2 separate regions of the Ovis aries genome follow, and region 1 is linked to region 2. A link is a contact called in public Hi-C data. All regions are on one chromosome and are shown on one strand. The core of a region is the stretch at or near the end of the contact, and the rest is flanking DNA. Distances in the headings are between cores, read along the strand shown.

Region 1 (5,529 bases), core at 342-2,841, 300 kb before region 2:
AATAAACAGTACCTAGCATTGTGGCTGTTGTCACCCCAGAGAAGTGCAGGATGAAAATGATTTCCTGAGACTGGGACAAAAGCCGGGTTTCCTGGTGCTCGTGAAGCACGCCATTTCAACTCCCAGGGACTTAGCAGCCTTTGCTGTCCCCAGAGGGCGTCACTCTCCTTTCTCTTGTCCATTTGACTTTCTCCCTGCCTGCCATCTGTAGTATTTCCTCACCTGTTTTCCAGAGCACTCAAAACCCTCCAAACTTTTAATCTTTTTTTTTTTTTGGTCCTCTCTCTCCAGATAATAAAAGAGATAACCTCCTGATTCTTAAAGAGTTCCAGAGTCCCTTACCTTCCAGCCAAGACAGTCAAGGGCCGGACACTCATTCATCGCCATTCTACAAACCAACCAATATTCACTGAGCGCCTACTATGTGTCAGGCACTGCGGTGCTCAGTGCTAAGCATAAACTTCACCCTGATCCGAGTTAAGTTGAAGCGGGTTAACTTTCCTCCCAAGTCTGGCTGTGTGGCCTTGGGCAAGTTCCTTCACCTCTCAGAGTCTCCGTGTCTCACCTGTGAATTGGAACAATCAATATCCGCTCAACAGCTGGGATGAAAGGAAACCAATCACTCCCCCGCGGCTGGCCGCTCCCCGTCGGTGCTGACTGTGTGTATGGACAAGTGCCAGAGACGATTTGGATTCCCGGCTCCAGATACATTTCTTTGTCTTTGCTCTTTCAAATCGCTTGCTTTCCTAAGTGCCCAAGTATCCAGAATAAAAGGCGAGAATGCCCCCTGAGCCCTCAGACCGCAGAGGTCTCCGGAGCAGCGTGCCTTCTCCCTGACCTTTTGTTTGGCCTTCACACACACACACTCAAGAGGCTGAGTTTATTATTGTCCGTCTTACGAAAATGTAATAAAGTATCTAGACTGGGCGACAATCTTGCTTTTGAATTAACAATGCATGATGCCTGCGGCTCCCTTTCCGGGCTTCTGTGAAATAACGTGTTGTAACAGCACCGGGCTCCCCGTCTGGCGGCGGGCGCCGCAGTTCTGCAGGAAGGGGGGGCGGGGGGCGGGGATCCGGGCTCTCCCCGCCCCCCGCGCGCCCCCCGACTTCCCCCCCGCTTCCCAAGCCGCCCTGCGCCAGGGCCTCGCCCGCCCCTGGCCCCCTCCAGCCCAGCACCCCCTCTTCCGGCCCGCTCGGCCCGCCTCCCGACCCAGCCCCGCCTCAGGGCCTCCTTCCCTTTCCCTCAGCCCCGCCCCTCGGGCACCCCTCCCCCCTGGCTCCCCCGGCCTCTTCAGGGGGCCCCCGTCCCAGATTCCCCCTCTCCCAGGCCCCCTACCCCCGGCTTCGTCTCCTAGGCCCTGCAGGCCCTCCCCTGGGTCCCTCGCGCGAGCTCGACCCCCCTCTCCCGGGACCCCAGCCCCCCCTCTCCGGGCCCGGAGGCGGGAGGCGACCGCCGGTCCCCGGAGGCGCGGCAGGGGGCGCTGCGCGGGCCGAGGCGCGGCTGCGGGCTGAGGCGGCGGCGGCGGTGGCGGCGTGAGGAGGAGGCGGGCGGAGGCGGGGGCGGCGGCAGGCGGGGGGGCGGGGAGCCGAGCGCTGGAGGGAGGCGAGCGGCGAGACACAGGCTCCGAGGCTCCAGCGAGCGAGCGAGCGAGCGACGAGCGAGCCCGGGAGGGAGGGAGCGAGCGAGCGAGCGAGCGAGCAGCCGCGCCGCCGCCTCGCAATCCGCCGCCATCCCGCCGCCTGACCGCCGCCCGATCGCCATCGCCAGGCCCAGTCGCGCCCGCGGAACTAGACCAGGTGGGCCCGGGGCGCCGGGCGGCGGGGGGCGGCGCGGGGCCGGGGCGGCGGCGGCGGGCGCGGCGCTAAAAGATGGAGGCGGCGCGGCGCGGGCCGGCTTTTGTCTCTCGGTGGCTGCTGACTGACAGCGGCGCTCGGGCCGGGCCGACCTTTGTCCGCGATCGCGGGGGATCGGCCCGCCCCGCGCCGCCGCCGTCGGCCCGCGGGGCCGGGCTGGGGGCGACCGTGGGGCGGGGGGTGCGGCGGGCGGCCCTCTCCCCATTGTTGTGGCGGCGACGAGCGGCCTAGGCTCGGGCGCGCGGCGGGGTCGGGGCGCCCCCGGGGCTGGGGGGCCTCCGAGGGAGGGGCCGCGGGGCGGCCGAGGCTGCGGAGAGCCCGGGGAGTCGCCTTTCCGGCCCAGATTCCGGCGGCCGCGGGTGTCTCGGCGGCCCGAGGAGTCTGGGCCGGTTTCCTGCCGCCCGGCCCCCCATCTTGCTTCCTCCTGAGAGCGGCCGCGGGATGCAGGGCCGGGGCCCGGGGCCGACCCTCGGGGCCGGGGGGGCGGAGTCCCTCGCCCCTCGCCGGGTGTCCCCGAAGTTGGTGATCAGGGTTGCCGTCCTGGGTGCGAGGGGCCGGGGGCTCACAGTCGCCCAGACGGCCGCGCTTTGAGTGCGGGAACGAGAGCATTATTTTCAAAACACTTAATGCTCTGTTGCTGAAAATGTTCAATAATAAACTGGATCTCTCCCCGCTCAGGGCCTGCCAGATGGTTTTTTTTTTCCCTCTCTTCCTCCCCGCCCCACCCCCCCCCCAAGTAAAACCCAGCACTGTTGAAATCGCGGGCCTCTGAAGAGTGGATTTGCCTTCGTAAAATTGGAAGGCGGTTTTTTTTTTTTTTAAACCGTTTTCTCCCTCTTTCGAAATACCGTGGGAGGTCCAAGCCCACCTTGAGGCGAGCCGAGGAGGTGTTTTTCAGCCGAATGGTCGCTTGAAGGAAGGGGGGGTGGTGGGGGGCTGAGAGCTCTCCGGAGTGTGTCATTTGCTACATGGCTGCCCGAGAGAAACCTTTAGAAGGCTTTGGTTCACAGGATTGTTCACTTGTCCCTGAGATTGTTGTTTTTCTGTAAGGTTTTGTGTGCATTTTAAGTGGCTTTGTACATCATCCAGTTGGGTTCCTGTAACCGTCCATTTGAAGTCTCAGCATGGTTTCTGGGAATCCACTTGCAGCCATCTAGCCCTGTTTGCGCAGTGCTGGGGTGTTAAGTGGGCCTGGGGAGGCCCTGACTTTGAGGTGCAAGCCCTGCTTCTGTCAAATAGCTCAGATTCCCAGAGCCTTCGTTGACACAGGTAGGGACCTTGCATCCTCTCCCTCTTAAGGCCTGGCACATAGTTGGTGCTTAATGGTGGTTTCTCCTGTGGCTGTTTGTACACCTGCCATCAAGTCCCAGGATGGAAGCTGAGCCACTGGTGGTGCCACCCTTCATGCTGAGCGGTCAGGCAGATGCTACAGGTGCTGGGCTGAGGCACGGCCAGGGAGAAGGATTGCAGGGCACGGAACATCACTGGGCTCTTGCTCCTTCAGCACTGGGGCTCAGTGGGGAGACCAGGCTGGAGAAGAGCAGGCTTTGGAGCACTCAGGAACTCCATCGATCTGGGCTGTGTGGCAGTGGGTTTATCCCCTGGGATCGGGGTGCCTGCCCTTTCTGAGGCTGTTCCCGCAACTGGATTTAAGGCACAGCAGAAAACATGAGATGCTGGAGGCTGAGGACAACAAGCAGAGGCCCAGGGAGTCTTGCCTCTTGAGGGTAACTGCTTTCCGTCGGGAATGGCAAATAAACATTTGCTTGGACACATGTGTCCCTTGGAGCCTGGATTCTGGTCCTCATTGGGTTAGCTTACGCAAGTCTCAGCCTCAGCTCCTGCATCTGTAGAATGGGAATAATTACACCTTGCCTTGGGTGTCTGTTGGGGCTCTTGGGAGCCTCACATACTATTTGCAGCAAAGCACTTCCATCCATGGGAGGGTGATGAAAATGTATGTATGTATGTTTTTGTTGGTTATCTGGTTTTCTGGTGTCTTTTTAATTCGTGATCTTTTGCTCCTGTCATTTTGGTGGATGGAACCACCCCAAATTCTGTCCGTAGCTGATGTTTTTATTTTGCCTTGTAGCACCAGAAAAGCCAAAAGAGAGAGGCTACTCAGCCAAGTCTGAGGTTTGTGCTGTTTGTGGGAGACCATAGGAAGGACTGAGGCTAGTTTGGGGAGACTGACCCCAGTCTTGGCCACGGGTAGGGACTGAGACCTAAGTTACCTCTGGACCAAACCTATAGCTTGTTTGTAAAGGGCCCTGGAGACTCTGCTTGAACATAAGGTGGTTCTGCAGTCAGTGGGGAATTTGTTTCAGTTCATTCTGGCATTCCCACAACCACCTTGGTTTTGTTTTGTTCTCTGTGTGTGGTTTTTTTTTTTAAAACCTCCTTGGAACCTTCTGGCCTCCTGGCTGTGTGACTGAGACGTTCTAGTGGGTCAAGTCATCCTTTCAATTTTCCCTACTTCCTGCCTCTTGGCCCATCCTTTCCGTCTGATTTCAGTCTGGCCCAGCACTGTGGAGGTTAGCTGGGTGGTGATGTGATGAATTCACTGCCCCTTCCACAACCTTTTTATTTACCTGTGAATTTCAGCTCTGACTGGCTCCCTGATGCTACCTGCACGGTGGAGGGGCTTGTTTCAGCCAATTGTAGGTGCTTGTCTCTGCTTAAACATTCTGGGTCCTCTCCAGTCTCCTTCAAGCCCAAATGGGTAAAAAGAGAGTCTGGGGAAGGAAGAACCAGAAAACCTTGGGAGAGAGGAATTTCAGGAATGGCAAGTCAGAACTAGTTCCTGCCCGGTCTAGTTGCCTGGAGCCTGGCCCAGGGATTTTTGTTAAGCCTTTTGGTTGGCCCATTCCCTACTCCCTTTTAAAAATCAGGGTTGTTTTTTTTTTCTGAAGGATTGTTTTATTGTGCTTCCAAGTTTTTTTTTTTTATTGCACAAAGTACTGACTCATGTTGCTAATGGCTGTATGCTGGTTGTATGTCTCATTGTTCTACCGCTTTAAGATTGTTCATTTCTGTATTTGTTTCTATTTCAAACCAGAATAGGGCAGTTGGGCCAGTACATTTATTTCTAAATTTGATAATGAGGCTTCTCTTTTGTCAAAGGTGTGTATCTTGCTATGGGTGGGCAGGTGTTAAATAGGGCCTATCTACACTAGATTTTAAAGCAGTGCATTTCCCTGTGAAAAAGAAAATTTCTAACAGAGAGGTGTTGGGGTTTGTGTCCTGAATTTCATATTTTAGTCAGGGCAAACTAGACTGGCTTCTTTTCCAATCATAGCTTGATTTCTTTCTTAAGATTTTTTTTCCTAGGGCTTGTACAGACTTAAACCTTGGATTTGTCCTTTTAACAAAGAAATAAAGGCATAATTTGGAAAATATATGTGCATATAACTGAGTCATTTTCCTGAAACTCAGGAATTGTAAATCAACTATAAAATTCAGTGAAAAAGAGGCAACGAGGTATATCACAGGACTATATTGAGTATCTTGTAATAGTGTATAAGGGAAAATAATCTGAAAAGAAAAATATATGTAACTAGATCATTTTGCTGTACACCTTAAACATGTTGTAAATCAACTGTACTTCAATTTAAAAAAGAAAAGTAAGGACGTCTTTGGTGGTCTAGTGGTTAAGACCACTAGAAGACTCTGT
Region 2 (4,953 bases), core at 706-3,205:
GGGGTAATGCTGGGGCCGGCTCGCCCACCCTCAGATGAGCTTCTCTGAAGGCAGACACCGCTTGCTTCTGCATCTACTACAGCTCCTGGCAGAGGGGAAGGCCCAGGGGTAATCTGTGCAGAGAAGACCTGGCCTCGGGCCCCCTTTCTCCCGGGAGCAGTGCACTGCGAGATGGCTAAGCCTGGAAAGCAGCCTGTGGGGCTGGAGGGCAGGGGAGGAGGGGAGGTGCTTTTCATTGCGTTCTTTTTGACTTTTCCATGACTTTCAAATTTTTCAATTATCCTTATAATGAGAGAAAACCCTGTTGATGCTGTTTTTTAAAATAAAGCAGCCAAGTTTTCCCCAACACTGTCCAAGAGGCATGGCGCATCCTAAGAAACACTGCACAGATTAATCAGAGGTGCTTCTGAAACAGCACGCGTGCTGGCAGGGAACTCATGGTCAGCAGACTCAGCCCTGCGGCTGGAGAACAATGAGGACACCCAAGAAACAGCACCTGAGGCCAAGGGCGCTGCCTGGAAGGAAAGCACTGGGGCCTCGGCTCCCAGAGCCGGGCATGGGGGCGGGGGACAGCGCCGGCCTGCAAGAAACCACTGAGCCTGTCACAGCGGGACCACATTTGCTCTTACAGACAACCGGTAAGGATTTAATAAGCCCGATGTTTAAGGTGCTCGGCACAGAGCCGGATACACAGAAAACCCTCAAGAAAGGCGGTGAAAACGTCCTTCCTGTACTCAAGCCACAGCCTGCAAGTTACACGGCCTTCTGGGTCCACTTCCGAGGCGCTTCTCAGCAAAGTATCCCGGTTCAACCTGGGAAACCAGCAACGTCCAAAATCAGTGTAACCTGCCCTATTTCCAGTCCCCGAAGAGCCCACCTTCCAGAGCTCAGCTGCAAAGGGGATGACAGGGTATCCGGTTATGACGACCAGTGGTGTCCCCGCTCCGGGAGCCCTGGACCCAGAGATGTGTCCTGCAAGGTGTCGCCGGCTTAATTAAGCCCTGCGCCCCAGGTGCACCGCCCCCGAGTTGCGTCTTTGGAGATTACTATTTCCCAGCCCGGGGAAAACCCAGGTAACCGGAAGGCGAGGCTCTGAGATCTCTAGGAAGACACAAAGAGATGAGGCTGGCAACGAGATTTCTAACCGAACCCCAGACCCAACCGGCTCCCCGTACGCCCCCGCTTCCAAGGGCTCAGCCTGAAACCGGAGGAAAGCTCGCCCGCGCCCTGAAAACGCCCAGGGACACATCCTGCCCCGCTGCCTTTGAAGCCTCCGAAGTGGAGACGTCTGGTTCAATTTAAACTCGAGGCTCCTCAGAAATGACACATAGATTGTGGCTCGGCTCCGTCACCGCCTGAAGGACGGCCGCCCGCCGCCCGGCCACTGGGACACGCGGTCCCTGCCCGGGTCCCCGGCCCCTTGTCTCAAAGTTCACGCCGCGGGCCGAGCGGCGCGCCCCGGCCCGGCCCGGCCTCCGGGCCCCCGGCCCCCGCCCCGGCCGCGCCGGCCTGTGGCCCCGGGAGCGCCGCGCGGCCCGGCCCCGCCGCCCGAGACGCGCCCCGCAGGCCCAGGGGCGCTTTCGCCCCCGGAGCCCGGCCGCGCACCTCACCTGCTTTCTCGATCTTGCCGGACATTTCCGGGCTGCGCCGGAGGCCGAGGCCGCCGCTCATCGGGCCCGGGCCGGGCCGCTGCGGGCGCCACAGGCCGGCGCGGCCGCCGCTCGCCTCGGCCCTGGCTCGCCGCGCCTCAGGCCCGCGCCGGCATGGTGGGCTCCGCGGGCCGCGGCCTGTGCGCTCGGCCAGCGGCGCCCCAGCCCGCCCGGGGGTGCCCGCCGCCGCCGCTCCGCCTCTTCTGCTCCCGCCGCCGCCGCCGCCGCTTCCCCGGGCCCGCGAGCCGGCCGCAGCGCCGCGCCGCCGCCCGCCCGCCGGCCTCGGCCGCGGCCAGAGCGCCACCTGCCGGGCGCGGCCTCCGCGCCGCCGAGGAAGCAGCGCCCCCTGCCGACCCGGAGCCGGCCGGAACTTCCCGCCCGGGACGCAGCGCCCCCTGCCGACCCGGAGTCTCCACGCCACGGCGAAGGACCGGCCCCTGGCCACCAACCCACACCTGGGCCTCCGCTGCCCGCACGCACGGACCCTCGACGCCAGGGCGAGGGGTGGCATGGACCACCCGGGACTCAGCCTCCTCTGCTGTAGAATCAGACTCTCCAGCTCAAGGCTTGAGTCTGATCCCAACCAGGCTCAGCTTGCCCTGCTGACTTGCCCCCCCTCGCTTGGAACACAGGGCTCCCACCCAAACTCGTGTCTCCACACCAGGGCCTGTGACTGACCCCACCCGCATCCAGAGGCCCCTGCTGGCCCATAGTCCATAGGCACACAGTGACCTCCTGCCTGCTCTATTCACTTGACCCCCAAATGTGGACCAGGGTCCCTTCCAGCCTGGACTTCTGCTGGGCCTTTTCTAAGCCCAGTGGTTAGTTCAGTAAAAGTGATTAAGAATCAAAGAACCTATTAGGCCTACAAAAATGTGCACAATCACTTATTCCCTCCAAAGACTTTATAACTTGGAGAAGCAAAGTTAAATCGGATAATGCAAGTATAAAACATTTTAGTAACACAAAGGGTGTTCACATGTGACAAAATCTCCAGCACCTCGCTCACTGTCCTTAGCCCAAGATGAAAGAAGTACAAAGAAGGATGAATTCAGCTTTCCCCCATTTCCCTCAGGTACAGTGAATAATCTGGAGATGGGAACAGAGTCTGGAAGGGGAGCACAGAGAAGAAATGATATTAATAATAGACATTGCAAAGAGTCTTATTCACCTCTCCCTGCACCCTCTGGCAGGCTTGCTGATTCTGTAACTGAGAGCTGGCCTTAGGTAGCAGCCAAATTTCCAGAGTCATCAGTGCCAGTTCTCTAGAGGTCAAAGGCAAAGCCAAAGATTAACACATTCATCTCTCTTTTCCAGCTGATGAACGGCTGCTCTGAGCCAGGGTGGGACGGCTCTACTCTCTCGGCAGCTGCAGCACCAGGCAGAACTGACCCTTGGCCCCAGATCCCCTCCCCCATGCTCCCAAAGCTGTCCCCAATCCTTCTAGGTTTCTGAGTCAGTCTTTTAGGTCCAAAAGTCTGTGTGCAAAGCAGAAAATTAGTCTGAATAGCTGGCCTGGTCAGGGTTCATGAGAATGGAACCAAATATTAATATATTTAATAAATTGACACATCAAACAACAAAAGGTTTTCAAACAATAAAGTGCTTTACAAATGGACATGACTGTAAATAAGGGTCATGGAGTTTATTTAATAAAGGTTATTCATCAAAGGCGTTTATAGGGACTTCCCTGCTGGTCCAGGGCTAAGACTCTGTGCTCCCAATGCAGCTCTCCCAGGTTCCATTCCTGGTCAGGGAACTAGATCTCACATGTTGCAACTCAGAGTTTGCATGCCTCAACCTAAAAGATTCCACATGCTGCAACTGGTCAGGGAGCTAGATCCCACACGCTGCAGCAAAGACCCAGGATTCTGTGTGCCACAATTATGACCCGTCGCAGCCAAATGAATAAAACAGATTTACAGCTGAGCCACCAAGGAAGCCCCCCGACATTTAAAAAGGTGTTTATAATAGAACATATGCGAGGTGATGAAGCAAACACATTACTACAGCTTTTGTTCTTCCTACCCTAAGGCTTTCTCTCCTGCCGCTCTTTCTGCCTAGAATAGTCCCTCTTCCTCTTCTCCGCCTGGCTGACCCCTAGTCATCTTTCACTTCTTGATTTAACTGCCACTTCTACAGGAAATCCTCCCAGATGCCCCCAGTTGGGGCAGCAGCTCCCTGTACTGGTCAAGATGCTTGATTTCACTGTCAGAAACCCAGCTCAGCTTGGTTAGGGCAAAAAAGGAATTTGTCGGACATCGCAACTAGCAAACCGAGGATGCAGCCAGAGCCAACAGCTACCTCTAGGCTCTGAACCTGCAACATCGCTCCTCTGCGGCTGCTGCTGAGTCGCTTCAGTCATGTCCAACTCTGCGACCCCATAGACGGCAGCCCACCAGGCTCCTCTGCCTCTGGGGTTCTCCAGGCAAGAACACTGGAGTGGGTTGCCGTTTCCTTCTCCAGTGCATGAAAGTGAGAAGCGAAAGTGAAGCTGCTCAGTCGTGCCCGACTCTTAGCGACCCCATGGACTGCAGCCCACCAGGCTCCTCCGTCCATGGGATTTTGCAGGCAGGAGTACTGGAGTGGGGTGCCATCGCCTTCTCCCATCACTCCTCTAGGTTGGCTCTATTTCCAAGTGATCTCTCTCTACCCACTGGCTGTGTTGGGTACCAGCTGACTCTCTTTAGCCTAGTTTAAGTCACACACCTGCCCCCAAGCCAATGGCTTGCAGGTGGGGGTTGGGGGGAGAAGGATGCATAAACTGGCCAGGCTTGAGAATTTGCACTGATTACAAGAAAGCTTGGGAGAAGATGCCATAGAACCAGCAGCTGGGAACGGGGAAGGGTGATGCTCAAACAGTACCTGGGTTGGCAGTGGGGGGACTTCCCTGGGGGTCCAGTGGCTAAACTCCATGCTCCCAATGCAGGGGGCCTGGGTTTGATCCCTGGTCAGGGAACTAGATCCCACATGCTGCAACTAAAACAGACCCCACATGCCACAAGAAAGATCGAAAATCCCGTGTCCTGTAAGACCCAGTGCAGCCGATTTAATTATTTTAAAAAGCAGTGTCTTGGGAACACATGCTAATGAAGCAAAATCCATGGCCATCCATCTCAGCGTCTCAGAGGGTTAAGACCCTTGCAGCTCCCTATATGTCTCCTTGATAGCACACACCTCCATATTCAATTTCTCGTTATCTGTTTAATGTCTGTCCCCTTCAGGACACTGTAAGCTCCTACAGGCAGGGACTGTCTCGTCTGTACCCTTGGGATTTTAAGTTATGGAGGTGACTGAGTGACAT

What was found. A called contact is a pair of places that touch in the nucleus more often than the background predicts.
Region 1: a Hi-C map of blood shows a contact between it and region 2, with 4 times the contacts expected there. The contact joins the promoter of PRRC2B here to the promoter of RAPGEF1 in region 2. A contact is called at or near these places in 2 of 16 Hi-C or Micro-C datasets (blood and hypothalamus).

Annotation. Positions count from the first base shown.
Region 1 is chr3:5,380,656-5,386,184 of ARS-UI_Ramb_v3.0, reverse strand. It overlaps PRRC2B (proline rich coiled-coil 2B), which reads left to right and starts at 1,591. Exons shown (of 31, transcript XM_060411653.1): 1 at 1,591-1,799.
Region 2 is chr3:5,083,741-5,088,693 of ARS-UI_Ramb_v3.0, reverse strand. RAPGEF1 (Rap guanine nucleotide exchange factor 1) reads right to left here and starts at 1,955. Exons shown (of 23, transcript XM_042248042.2): 1 at 1,611-1,955. The coding sequence starts at 1,671.